Linked DNA regions of Mus musculus: region 2 is linked to region 1. A link is a contact called in public Hi-C data. All regions are on one chromosome and are shown on one strand. Each heading gives the region's core, a stretch centred on a gene start, on an enhancer-like site or on the middle of the called end of the contact. The rest is flanking DNA. Distances are from core to core; before and after follow the strand shown. Region 1 overlaps Kirrel3 (kirre like nephrin family adhesion molecule 3). Region 2 overlaps Dcps (decapping enzyme, scavenger).

The links. A called contact is a pair of places that touch in the nucleus more often than the background predicts.
Region 2: a contact with region 1 is called in a Hi-C map of pancreatic cancer cells, with 3 times the contacts expected there. The contact joins two enhancer-like sites. A contact is called at or near these places in 1 of 15 datasets of contacts at CTCF or cohesin (the NIH/3T3 cell line), 30 of 484 Hi-C or Micro-C datasets (the C2C12 cell line, the G1E-ER4 cell line, the HL-1 cell line and 18 more), 4 of 115 datasets of contacts at active chromatin or transcription factors (astrocytes, bone marrow-derived macrophages, embryonic stem cells and 1 more) and 1 of 9 other capture datasets (embryonic stem cells).

The regions. Positions count from the first base shown.
Region 1 is chr9:34,748,975-34,755,861 of GRCm38.p6, reverse strand. All of the region lies in intron 1 of Kirrel3 (kirre like nephrin family adhesion molecule 3), which reads right to left. Among named protein-coding and RNA genes, the nearest start is that of Gm33561, 100 kb to the left of the region's middle. Within about 2 kb of position 4,826, at least 24 of the 459 cell types and tissues checked have an H3K27ac peak or open chromatin away from gene starts, as enhancers often do. A contact at or near this core is called in pancreatic cancer cells, where this site is marked.
Region 2 is chr9:35,158,054-35,164,467 of GRCm38.p6, reverse strand. The region is part of intron 2 of Dcps (decapping enzyme, scavenger); the gene reads left to right. Among named protein-coding and RNA genes, the nearest start is that of Dcps, 15 kb to the left of the region's middle. Within about 2 kb of position 2,562, at least 16 of the 459 cell types and tissues checked have an H3K27ac peak or open chromatin away from gene starts, as enhancers often do. A contact at or near this core is called in pancreatic cancer cells, where this site is marked.

The DNA of each region.
Region 1 (6,887 bases), core at 3,577-6,076:
GGTTTGGGGCAACTGTAGTCTGTGGCCCCAATGTCTCTTTGTCAGGTTTACTCAGTGGAATTTTATCAACACACAGACACACCCATCTTTGCACCTTTTTTGGGGGGGTGTATGGGGATTTCTGTGTTTTGGGGGTCAGATCTATCAGGAGGAAAAGCAACACAAATGCCTTTCTTGCGTTATACATCTCTCTACTTCATCCCATGACCATGACAGAATAGAAGAGGTACACTAGAGGCTTTCCAGTTGCTTAGTATAGAGTCTTTATTCCCTGACTTTATAGGAGGAGCTGGCTGACCCTGGGTCTTAAAGCAGTGTGTCAGGACCACATCACTGGGCTAGACCCTCATGGCTTGTGGCATTGACCACTCTTAGAAAGCACCTACTAGTTAGTACCTGTGGCCAGGCCCGGTTGTGCTCTGAGTGTGATGTGGTGCAGGGGCGTCTATTTGGCTGTGGAATCATGCTTAGTTCATGAGCAGGCCAAGTGAAGAGCACCTCAGGGCAAAAGGGTTTGTGTCTGTAGGTTCCCACTGGGGCTGAGAGCCAGCTGCACTCAGGCGCCTCGCTCAACTCAGTTATCAGCTTCATTCCTCCATTTCCTGATCCCCTTCTCCCTCCTCTACATGGTTTTCCAGATTTCTACTGAAAAAAAAAAAAGACTTACATTTGAATGCCTATCTCAGAACCTGCTCTGAGCAGAGCCCAAATAAAACTTGGGGTATCCCCAAGCTGCCCACGACAGGACCTGGATACCAAGTCCTACCATGAGAGGGTGTCTTCCTCTGGATGATTAACCAAGTTTTGTCTATAGGGTTCTTTCTACCCCTCCCTGGCTCCAAGCCACAGGCTGAAGACTTGAGTTTAATCCCCCATTTAGATTCAAACACATACACCAGCCTAGCGTCTGTGGAGCTGAGTGCTCCGGGACTCTCCATTCTGCACAATCACACCCTCCACAAGCCGATTACCCCTTCACCCCAGGAACAATGCCCAGACAACCAAGCTACTTTCTGTTTTGTCATCAGATAATTCCGTTGCTTTCCTCCTCACAGGGAACTGAGCCGAGAAAGAAAGCAATTGAGAAGGCCAGCCTTGGCCTGCCCATCCCATCCCCATCTGTTTTGTAGGGGAAAGAGAGGCAACTATTCAGCATTTCTTAGTCTCCCTCCCAAAGAGCTCTGTGCACCACTGGGGCCAGGCTGGGTCTGTTGGCAGCTTTTGCTTGCACCCACTAGCCTCTGAAGGGGGGTCTTCAAATTAAAATGCATGTCTTAAGTATATACTTGTCTTTCCTGGGGATTGTTGACAGTCAAAGACCACACGGTCTCATCAGTGTGATCTCCGAGAGAGCCATGATCAGGGTAAATGGCTCCAAATGGAGATGAAAAAGCTTTTACAGTGACAGGGAAGAGCTACTGCAGGCTACTTGAGAAAATGCAGTTTGGGAATAGGGGGAAACACAGGCTGTGGTGCAAATCAAAGACAAGACAGAAGCTGCTGTAGCAGAGAAGTGATACAGAAAAGAAGGGAGATGAGAGAAGAGAGAAGAAAAGGGAAGAGTCAAGGCAAGGGATGCAAAGATGAGATGCTGCAAATAGAGAACTCAGAAGGACCAGAGAGGGGGCAGGGTGTTGAAGTACCAGCACTGACGAAGATGAGCGAAGGGACCCATGCTCTAGTGTGACTCATGCAGACAGGCTTCCAGTTCCTGTCTGAAGAACAGGCAACGAGGTACAGTGTTCACTACTCATGGGAAAATGGCTCCTTTAGGCTTAGCACAACATGCAAATTACCTTCTTAGCATCTGAATGTGTCCAATGATAGGCTCTAAGAACTTTCACAAAAGGTTGGGAATAAGAAGGATGGAGAAAAGAAGTGAATAGAAGCCGGGTTGTGGTGGTGTATACCTTTAATCCCAGCACTTGGGAGGCAGAGGCAGGTGGATTTCTGAGTTCGAGGCCAGCCTGGTCTACAAAGTGAGTTCTGGGACAGCCAAGGCTATACAGAGAAATCCTGTTTCGAAAAAACAAAAACAAAAACAAAAACAAAAACAAAAACAAAACAAAACAAAAAAAGAAGTGAATAGAAAGAGAATAGGTCTCTCTCTCTCTCTCTCTCTCTCTCTCTCTCTCTCTCTGTGTGTGCATGTACATGGTGCAAGTGCTTGCATGTGCTTGTACATGTGCATGTGTATATGTGCATTCATGTGTGTGTGTATGTATGTATGTATGTATGTATGTATGTATGTGTGTGTGTGAGAGAGAGAGAGAGAGAGAGCGAGCACTTGTGTTTAAGGTGATTGTGAAGGATAAAGGACAGAGTTGGAAAAGGGCAAGGAAGGCTGGAGAGGAAGCAGGAAGATCTGTACAAGAGAAGAGAGGATAGAGTAAGGGTTAGAGAGAGGAAGGGAGAAAAAGTAGAAGGCAGGATGCAGAGAAGAAAGAATTTGAAACTTTAAAATAAAAACAGCAGCATGGAGGGCCTGCCAGAAGCTAGGTGTTATTTTGTTGTCATATTTAATCTTCACACCAGCTCCTTATTGGCACCATTAAATGAATCCACTGAAATGGATTGCTTGGTAGCATTTTTTTTTTTTTTTTTTTTTTTTTTTGCTACAATCCAAATGCAATAACTTAAAATAGGGGGTCCGAGAGCTTCACTAACTGCCTGAAATTCCAACACCCAGCAAAATGGGATGGTGAGATTTAAACTCGGTATTAATGAAGGTTTCAGATGACCCAACAGAGCACCCCTCAAAGGAATCAAGGCGGTTATTTGCTTTCTGGACTTTAGATCCCCATCTAAGCCATGCATGCCTGTTGAACACACTTTGGAAAGATTGTAGCCTGTGAGAACTTGGGCCTCCGACCACCAGGGGGAGCTATGTCCCCAGCAGAAGCAGGAATCCAGTTTGTATAAGCGCTAGACCCTTGAAACAAAGAGTTATTTGCTATCTTGAATTTAAGATTGTAGGGCATCTGAGGGTGCTCAAGGCAGACTACAGTAGAGTGAGCTGATTCCTGTTAGCTGCCTTTCATTTTGTTCTGCACCTCATGTAAATAGGATCCACTTTATTCAAAGCAGATCTGCTTCTTTTTCCAGCTCATGGCTGTGGACTTTTCCCTACTATAGTTATTTGTCTGTCACCCTTGACAACCAAAGCATGTCTGCTCACTAACACCAATGGGCCTGGGGCCAGCAAAGTGCCCTGTGCATCACAGATGGTCAGAATATTTTTTGACAAGTGAATGAGCAAACGGGAAGCCAAGGCATGCTTGAATGGGGAGGAATCTTGAGGATGCATTTGGGCTCACCTAGCCCGGATCACCTCAGAACAACTACTGTCACAAAGCACTCCACAGACAAGATTTCCTTTGCTCCTTCTATCCCCCCTTTGGCTTTATTCAAGGATGCCTGCCCTTCTTGGTCTTTAGTTGTTAAACCCACTGGTACTTTTATTGGAGCTGATTGTCAGAAATTAGGAGGAATTTGAATTATTCTCTTATAGAACAATGAAGGCAGCCTCCCAAGGCTGGTGTGTAGACATGTGATTGGTGTTTATAAGCGGAACACTGTGGGTGGTTCCCATCCTCAGGGTGTATGTGCCAGCAGTGATAGAAAGTACACATCACCCTATGTCTACTGAATCAGCATCTCTGGGAGTTCTGGTTGTGAACCGGGCTTTGCCAGTTCTCCTTGGGCTTGGGAACAACTGTTTGCACATACCTTCCCTCTGTCCTGCTCGGGAATCTCAAACCAACTTTTCTTTTGCTGTTCTGAGGTGGGGTTTGATATAGCCCAGGTGGACTTCATGCCACCTGAGCCTGAAAATGACCTTAAAGTCCTTATCCCCCACTTCTGCCTCTGGAGAGAATGGGATGACATTGCAGACCTGCCTGTCTTCACCATCTCATTTTAAGGGATATTGGGGAATCAACCCAGGGTCTCAAGTACTCTTTGTTGGGGCTCAGCTGACTGAAGTACAGTCACAGCACCCCAATCCAGCATTCTCTTGGATGCTAAACTACCCCAGTCTAAGCAGATTCTGTCTTTCTTGGTGAATTCAGGGTCATTGCTGAAGGAAGAAGTCAGTTTTCACCAATGCTGTTTCTCCTTTTGAGTCACAACATAAAATACTTTATTGCGATTACAAATAACAAAGTTATTTCTGCTGGGCCTCAGCATCTGAACTTAATAGCATGCTGTAATGCCACCCTGTGCTGATGTGTGGCATATCTAATATCCATCTTTCTTAGAAATAACAGTGTTCAGAAATTAAAAGGGACTTTAGCAGAGAAATAATTAATGTGGATAACCGTCATAAACACCACAAGTGGAACAAATACAGATGGTAGCGAGCCATGATTGCTAATATACTAACCTGTTTTGACAGAACTTTAATTTTTTTCCTCAGGAGCTTCGTGGATGGAAGTTAAAATATCCCTCTCCTTATGACAAGAGCCCTGTCTTTCTGGGTCAGGAGTTCAGAGATTTCCTACCTGGTCAAGTAGCACCACAACAGAGGCAGGTTTTCAAGACCCAGTGGGATGGGGCTTTGTCTCCTAGGCTGCCTGCCTCCGGGCTGTGACAGGAGAGAGTTCCATCTCCTGCCTCAGGTTCCTGCAGGCTGGGTGGCCTGAAGCTGCAGCCAGACATCCACCTCTCCTGTGCTGTATCTCTGAAGGGGGAAGGGGGCTTGCTGGCTGGGCTCCGCTCAGCAGGAAGTAACTCTTTGAAGATCTTAGCTGCACACAGGTGGGGAATGCAGAGCCAGTTCCAAGAGGCTGCACAGGCATGAACACTCCTCAGGGAAGGATGACTCACCACACCCATTGGTAGAAAAGCAAAGGAGGGGCTGCTTGAGGACATAGGTGGTGGCTCCTGGCCCTGCCTTCACTGCAGTTGTTCTTTAAGCAGACATAAGAGCAGAAAGCCATTGCAGTGTCAGAGGTGGGTCAGAGATCCCCAGAGGAACCCTGGAGGTCAAACGGGGAGAGAGGGCAGAAGGAGCTGGGTTCCATTTCAGCTTATCCTCACAAGAGATAAGCCCTGTGATTTACTGTATGATTTCATTTAGCCATCATGTGATTATCTGAAGTGGACATGGTGAGCTGATATGTAAGATAAAGAAGCTGAGAATTTGATAATAGCCAATGTTCCAAGTTTAGCAGGGGCAAGAGAGCTCCGGGTACAGCTAACTGCTGATCTCTCATGGAACTTCCTAGTCTCTGGGTTACTTCTTTTCTGTCGTAGAGGAAGGAGGTCAAAACAGCCTGAGATGTTAGTCCCAAACCTTCCCTCCACCCATAGACAGAGATCTGATAGATCTGATGCCTTTCCAACCAGCACCACTGTCACACTGTTATGTAAACACACACACACACACACACACACACACACACACACACAGAGAGAGAGAGAGAGAGAGAGAGAGAGTATAGGAGAAAAAGAAGATTGTGAAAAACCGGAAATGATTTGCAACTTAAATCCAAAAGGTTTAAATTGGTGTTTATACCCATTCTCCATGCATGTAAAGAGACTCACCAATCAGTCAGACAGAGATGCTTCTAGACCGAATCTGAGTCATCAATAGCTGTGCACAGACAGCTCTGCCCTCCAGAAGACAGCATATGATCGCCCCGGTATAGGAGCTGGAGAGCTGGAGTTGGAAAGATTCCAGGGAGAGACTGGGAGGAGGTGGAGAGGGCACAGGAGGAGCAGCCAAGAAGGATCTGGTATCTCATTCTGAAAGGTTGAATACAGTCTGGGGAAGGGTCTGTGCCACATGCCTGAGAGAGGAAAGACAAATTGGCATTCCTGAGAAGCTAATTTGGTACCAGCTGAGCTGGCAAGGGAGGGGGCCGTGAGAGGAGGGGAACTTGGGATGGGAGCCAAAGTGCTCCCTGGGACAGACGGAATGGGAAGCATCATGGTAAGTTGGAAAGATCTCCAAGTCCAGATTGGGATTGGTGTGGTCTTGGACCCGGTGCCCAGAGTTTGACTCTGGGAATGTCGCTGACAGCACTCAGTCTCTGCTCTCACATCTACCAAACAAAGGTAAAAACACCTTCCTCAAAGAATCATGATGAACAAGTAAGATAAGCAAGGCAGGTACCCAGCACTATGTGCACATAGTAGGTGCTTCTCTGGCAACAGAAAGAGCCTGCTTCTCCTCGGGACAAAGATACGCTTAGCATCAGACTTGCAGAGAGAAGAGAGAGGATGAACCAGAAGCCTTCTCACTGAGATCTCTTCCAGGGCCTGTCATGTGGTTTATGCACCAAAGGGGGATGGGGACAGACCCTAGTTTCATAGGCACTGTCCCAAACTTAGGGCAGCTATATATGGCTATGGAAGAAGAGCATTGTACAGTGCCTAAGCTTGTTTGGGGTCGCCAGCTATGTGTGGACGCTTGGGTTGGAAGAGAATTCTCAGGAAAGTTCTTCCTCGAGAATCTAGTCGGAGCTCCTCGGCATGGCATGAGCTTGGACAGCATGCTGTGGCTTTTCCTGTCCTAGCCTTTCCTTCTATTTTTAACACTACTGTATCAAGCCAAATTGCTCTGAGGGCGTTTTATTGTCCTCAAGTACCTGCTGTCACTTTGTCATCCATGCCAGTTTTCTTTGCCTGGAAACACCCTCTTCCCATTGGTCACCTCCTTGTTTGCGCTTGAGCACAGCAGATTCACCATTCCTGTCCCCATGCTTTAAACTTACTTTTCCCTCTGTCTTCCCATCCTACAGGAAGTTTCACCATTTTTCTTACTAAACCCCCAAGACCTTCTTCTGACACTTCTTGCCTTTATTTTCCCTTTCTGATTTTCTCTTCAGTGCTTCTGACTATTGGGTTGGCAAACTATGACCTGTGGACCAGACCCAGCCCAC
Region 2 (6,414 bases), core at 1,313-3,812, 410 kb before region 1:
ACTCCTGCTGCTGTGGCTCCCTATTAATGGAGTCTTTCTTTGAGGTCTATGTTTCCTCTCACTCAGAGAAGAAGGGGGAGATAGTGGTGAGAGGTGTGGCTCAGAAATACAGGCGACCTTCTAAAAGGCCGATTGTTTACCTGTTATAAAGCAGGGTGTGGAGTCTCAGGTTTACTGGAGGAGACTGGAGGCTCTGTGTGAGAGGCCTAGACAGGGAGCAAGGGATGAGATCTTGGGAATCACTCTTTTGGTTGCCTAAATCACTCAGGACTTTAGCCACAGGCCAGGATTTTCTACTTTGTATTCTTTACAGAGGCAAAACTCAAAACTCTGGAGAGAGGAGAAAGGATTTGTTTGGGAGGAGCATTTTAAAAGATTAGCTATTCTCAGAAGAGTTTCCCTGGCAGAGCTGTTTGTGATAGAAAAGACGAGACTTAGTCAAGTAGCAGTAGAGAAGGTGGATAGCCTGGTACAGTCTCAAAGTGGACAACCTCTCTCTGGCAATGGAAATGAACTATAGCTGCCTGTATTCGTGGAGGCTAAGTCATCAGGTGGGGGCAAGAAGTCCACATGATGCGATTCTGAGGATCAGGCTGATCTAAACAGTATGGTGCTTAGGTATGCATGCGTCCGTAACAATGCTGAGAAGACAGTAAAGACACACACCCTGAAATCAAAATGGTGGGGAAGAGCCAGGAAACTCTACGTTATGAATATCCTTTTTATTTTAGTCCCTACATGGTACATGCTAGACACACACACACACATACACACACACACACACACAGACACACACACACACACACACAGAGAGAGAGAGAGAGAGAGACTGAGACTTGCTTTTTATGGATACGAATATGTTTCCTAGTTAATAGTTAAGAAAAACTGGCCCTTTTTTAGGTGGATGAAAATATTTTCCCACACATTTGAATGGCTCTGTCATCATTCTTGCTTTTTTTTTTTAAAGTCACTATTGTTGAAAGTGAAAGTGTTGAGTTTCAGTCTTCGAGATTTTGGACATTATCAGGCTTTCGTTTCTGCATGGCTCCTCTTCTCTGGGGCAGGGGAGCGACCAGGCTAGATTATTTTACCTCCTGTGGATAAGGGAGCCCTATGCTATTTTGGAAGGTACCCCAAGATGATACCAGTCCTGATCGAGTGGAGCAGTGTGGCAGGTCCTCCAGCCATTGGAAGAAGCCCAAGTACCAGGGTCTGTTGGTGTCTCTCCAGCGCAGACTGGCACAAGCCTCTGAACCTATCCGCCGTGATGTCCTCGGCAGCCCTCCCACTGCAGCTGAGCCAAGGGACAAGTTACATGAACAGTGGCCAGCAAGGAATGGCTTGCCAGACAAGTCTCAGCCAAAACACTCACAGCATGCCATGGTCATCTAACATGAGAAATACTGTAGGCTTACAGCCATCGAACCAGAAAACGTCACTGAATTGTGGAGACTTAGTTTCTCTGAACGACAAGTGGGGAATCAGAAGGCTGGCTTGCCTACCTAAGAAGGTTTCTTTACCATATGAGATCATGGAGTCTCAAGTTGAATGGAGATAAAATGCCAGGCTTTATTAGTAAATAGCTCTTAACTTGAACTGTTCAGCAGAAAGTCTCTGTGGGAGGGTCGGGCATTTGTCAGAGTCAGATGTGTAGTTACCTGATCAGATAATCATCAGATAGCACCAGGAGGCTTATAATGGGCATGAACGGACCCCTACTGCTGTGCCCCCTTCCCACCTCACTTCTCAGAAGCAACCACACCATGACCAGTGTTACGGAGACCCTGTCTGAAAAAGAAAGGAAGGACGGATGGAAGGAGGGAGAGAAGAAAGGAAAGAATCAACTCCTTTGCCTCCTTTTTCATTCCCTGCACTCCCAGTCTTTATCTATCTGCCTTTGGAAGGCTCAGTGTCTTTAAATGTAGCTGGTTTTTGTTTTCTGGTTTTGTTGCTGTTTAATGCAAATCAGGGGAAAGGATGAGTGTGTCCAGCTTTCCCACTGTCTCTTCTGCCTTCTGCCACCTCCTTATTTCCAGCACTGCCTTTTTAGCTAGCTGTCAGTATGCTTTGTTACACTGTCTTGTGTAGTTCTTGTAGCACCAGGGATCGAACCTGGTGCCTTGAGCATGCTAGGCAAGTGCTCTACCACTAACCTGTATCTCCAGACAGGATGGGTCATCTTTCATGCTTTGTCTCAGTATTGGTTCTAAGTTGAAAAGTCATTGAACAGCGCTTTCCTTGCTTTGGCATATCAGTAGCATTTGCTGCATGCCGAAGCAGGATGCTGGTATTGTACCTTCTCTCCTACCTTCACAGTGGATATCACCATGCTGTGTAGAGTGCCTGTGACTCCAAGGTCAGTGATTCTCATTTCCTAGGTTCCAGTAGATCCTCCGAATCATACTGCTTTTTAGTCAGTAACATTTAGTCAGTAACCAGTGGGTTTTTACAGCTTTTACGTTTTTGCATGGTGTTTCTGGTTGCCTCTCTTCACTGTGTTTGGAAGAATGCTATGGCCTTTCTCCCTGCTCCTGAAGTGACTCACACATTGGTTTCAGTTTGGTAATTCATTACATGGCATACGCTACCTTTCCGTTTGCAGGAAGCCCTTTCCTGCTCCTCCTGTCTGGACTGCCCATGGTGCCGGCACGCTATGCAGCTCTCAACCAGAGACTTCTTTTCACATTTTCTCTAGGTCAGACTGTGTCTTCTAAATTCGGTGTCTTTTTCTTTCTTGCTTTCCTTTCTTGATTAGCTGAAGCAACTATAAAATAATTCCACAGAAAGATATGTGGGAGTAAATCCTGAACCCTTTGTTTTGTTGCTTTCGGTTGATTTGTCTAGTTGAATTAATTTTCCCTTCAAGCATTAAAAACATTGATCTGTTGACTTCAAGCCATCTGTGTCACTGTTAAGATATCTGATGCCAGCGCTAGAGAGACTGCTCAGACATTTAAGGCTAGGCTCATAACCAAGAAGACAACATAGCCGATGCCAGCCTGATTCTCATTGATGTGAAGGAACCTTAGGGTGGGTTATTTTCTTTTTATTACCTTCATTAGGTATATACAACATACTCTGTTGATCTTTGATTCTGAGGGCTTTTGTTTTGTTTTGTTTTTGTTCGGTGTCTACATTGAGCATTCCTATCTATTGCTCTGAGTTATCTGAGGCCATTTAGTTTAAAGTCTTCCATCGTCCTTCTGCTCTGTGCATATGTTTTTCTCCCTGCTTCTTTGATTTCTTTTCACTCATTTCTTTTTGCTTGACCCCACCCCACCCCCAGTGTTACACTGAAACTCTTGTGTTGAACACAACACTTCCAAGATTGAGTTTTTTTAGTTGTCTTACCTTCTCCATGTCTTTTCCTACTCTAGTTTGATACATAGTCTTCACTTTGTGTCCCAGGTGTTCTAGTGTGGGCACTCCTTTGGCATTGATATTGTAAATTCTCCCGTTCTCCAGTTTCACTCTCACAGTATCTTGCTCTTGCTTTAGGAAAGCTAAATTGTGTTGGGTTTCTCTGACACACTAATTAGAGATGTTGTTTTTAAATTATCTCCTGACCCTGAAACTATTCATTCCTCTGGGATCTGGTTCCCTTGTTTATCTTGGTCATTCTTCTTCAGGCTTCTGGTTTCCCTCAGTGTCTGGTGATGCACAGTAGTTCATTCATACTTAAAAATGAAGCATTGGGTGCATATTCTTTGAGGGCAGATGTTTGGGCTGCCCCCATTGGTCCCATTTCTCCTGACTCCCACCCCGTTCTTGGCAACCTTGTGGCTTTATTCATTTTACTGCCATTGCAGTGGACTTTTTTTGTTTATGAAGGCAGTGTCTCACTATGTAGCCCTGGCTGGGTTGGAACTCACAGATCCACTTGCCCTCACAATGGTTGATCTCTTTCTACAGTAGGCCTCTGCCCTGAATGGGAAGCTCCTGTAGTACTCTGGCTGGGAGAGGGGCTTATTGGCTGCCAGACTGGGTTTCAGTGGCACAGTTTGACTGGTACTATAAGTTCATGCTCCCAACTGAAAAATAATATGAGCTGGAGACCCTGTCAGGCCTACAAAGCTTCAGGTATTTAGTAGCTGGCTTTTTATAGAAGTTTGTCAACTTTTTCTCTAGTTCCTTGGTTTAATATTTTGGAGGCCAGCCCTCCTGTTTTCACCTGGCATTAGCTGCTTCCCCTGGGATGTGGCAGCGATGGAGCCAATTAGTGCACTTGTTCTGCAGACAGCCCTTAAGTTGATCTCAGTTTTCAGCTTCATTTCCCTTCCCATCCTCAGGAGCTGTTTCTGAGAACCCAGCTTTCCTCCTGGAAGATCTGATGATCTCTACGTAGCCTACTGACTGCCTATGTGGCAGCTTCCTCCTGCGCTGTCTTATATGTTCACACTGTGCTTTTAGTTTCAAGGAATGAATTGGTCCCATTTCTCCTGACTCCCACCCCGTTCTTGGCAACCTTGTGGCTTTATTCATTTTACTGCCATTGCAGTGGACCTTTTTTGTTTATAAAGGCAGTGTCTCACTATGTAGCCCTGGCTGGGTTGGAACTCACAGATCCACTTGCTTCTGCCTCCTCGGTGCTGGGATTAAAGGTGTATGCCACAACCTCTGGCCTATGTGGTGAGCTTTTTTTAATGACCAGGGAGTCACCATTAAATAGGAGTTGAGTGTCTCCCACATATGTCTACATTTGGTGGCTGAGGTTCCTGTAGATATCTGTAGCATAGAACACAGCAAGTTGCCAGGCAGTGGCGCATGCCTTTAATCCCAGCACTTGGGAGACCGAGGCAGGTGGATTTCTGAGTTCGAGGCCAGCCTGGTCTACAGAGTGAGTTCCAGGACAGCCAGGGCTGTACAGAGAAACCCTGTCTCAAAAACAAAAACAAAAACAAAAACAAACAAACAAAAAAGAACACAGCAAGTTACATCATTGAGAGCACACCAGAGAGAATCCAGACAGATGGAGACCTTAGCATCTCCCTCACTCCTATGCACACATTCCTGGGTGCTCTTGTATAGTGGGTGTGTGTACACACACATGACAAGAACCATGGGCATCCACCTTTGTAAAAAGTACATTCCTTTGAGCTAGCATTTCCTCTTCCTGATATCTGGCTCAGACACAAGCTCATGTGTATGAATGAAGGGGTAGAAAATATTCAGTGCAGCATCATTTGTGATAGACCAAAACAAGAAGAGAACAACTTAAATGACCCTGTGAGGTCAGTAAAGCATGGGGTATGCATATCTTGGGCTACTCCACAGTAGTACAGAAAAGAGGGAGATCCAACGGGACCCTGGGGAGCTCAGGTGATCACTTGTTCTTCAAGAGAACTGAATATGTGTAAGTTCATATTAAGATAAACACATAAAAGCAAAGGCTGTGATGAGGACCATCTGATGAATGTTAGTATTGAAAAAACTGAGGCAGGCCTGGTGTGGTGGTATAAGCCTTTGATCCTAGCACTTGGATCTCTGAGTTTGAGGCAAGCTTGGTTTACAGTTCCAGGCCAGCTTAGGATATATAATGAAACCCTGTCTAAAAAAAATAAGAACAGGTAAAGGAATGGGGTTAGACTTGTGAGTTCTTCAAGACCAGTGTTGTGATACTTGAATACATAGACAGTTTTTAGGTGCTAACTCATCAAGTAAGACGGGTGCAAAAAAAAAAAAAAACAAAAAAACAAAACAAAACCAATAATAAAGACCTGTCTGAGGCCTCTGCTGCTTCCTTTACAGCGTGCCTTTGACTCTGGTCAGGCAGAACCTATCAGTTAACAATTAAGTTTTTCATAGCTCCAAACCATGTGTGTTCCAGCTGAGATGACCCCTGCGTACCTCTAGCAGTGGTTCTCAAACCTTTCTAATGCTGTAGCCTTTAATACAGTTTCTTATGTTTTGGTGGACCCCCCCCCCCCATAAAATTATTTTTGTTGCTACTTTGTAACTGTAATTTTGCTGTTATGAATTATAATATAAACATCTGATATGCAGGATATCTGATATATAGTCCCTGTGAAAGGGTCACTAGATCCCCAAAGGGGTTGAGACCCACATGAGTTAGGGAGCTGAGAATTGCTGCTCTAGGGTATGTATCAGTGAGGGACAGCCCTAGGAAATGTGTGTAGCCTCTTCTAGATGGACAGGGTTTAATGATGTGGAGGGCTGGAGGTAGACAGGGTTGCAATGCTGGTTTGTTGCTGTTTGTTTGTTCCCTTTGGTATTTCTCTGTGACAGTCCTGGCTGTCCTAGAGCTCACTTTGTGTGATGCCAGTTTATTAACAGGACTGACTGGAAGTGAGCTCTACTGAGCTGGTATCACTGCTTAAAGATGACAGGTTTCTCTGTCTTTGCTCATGCGTTCTTTGCTGGTGTGTTTAGTTAACCTGAGTGTGCCAGGGCCCT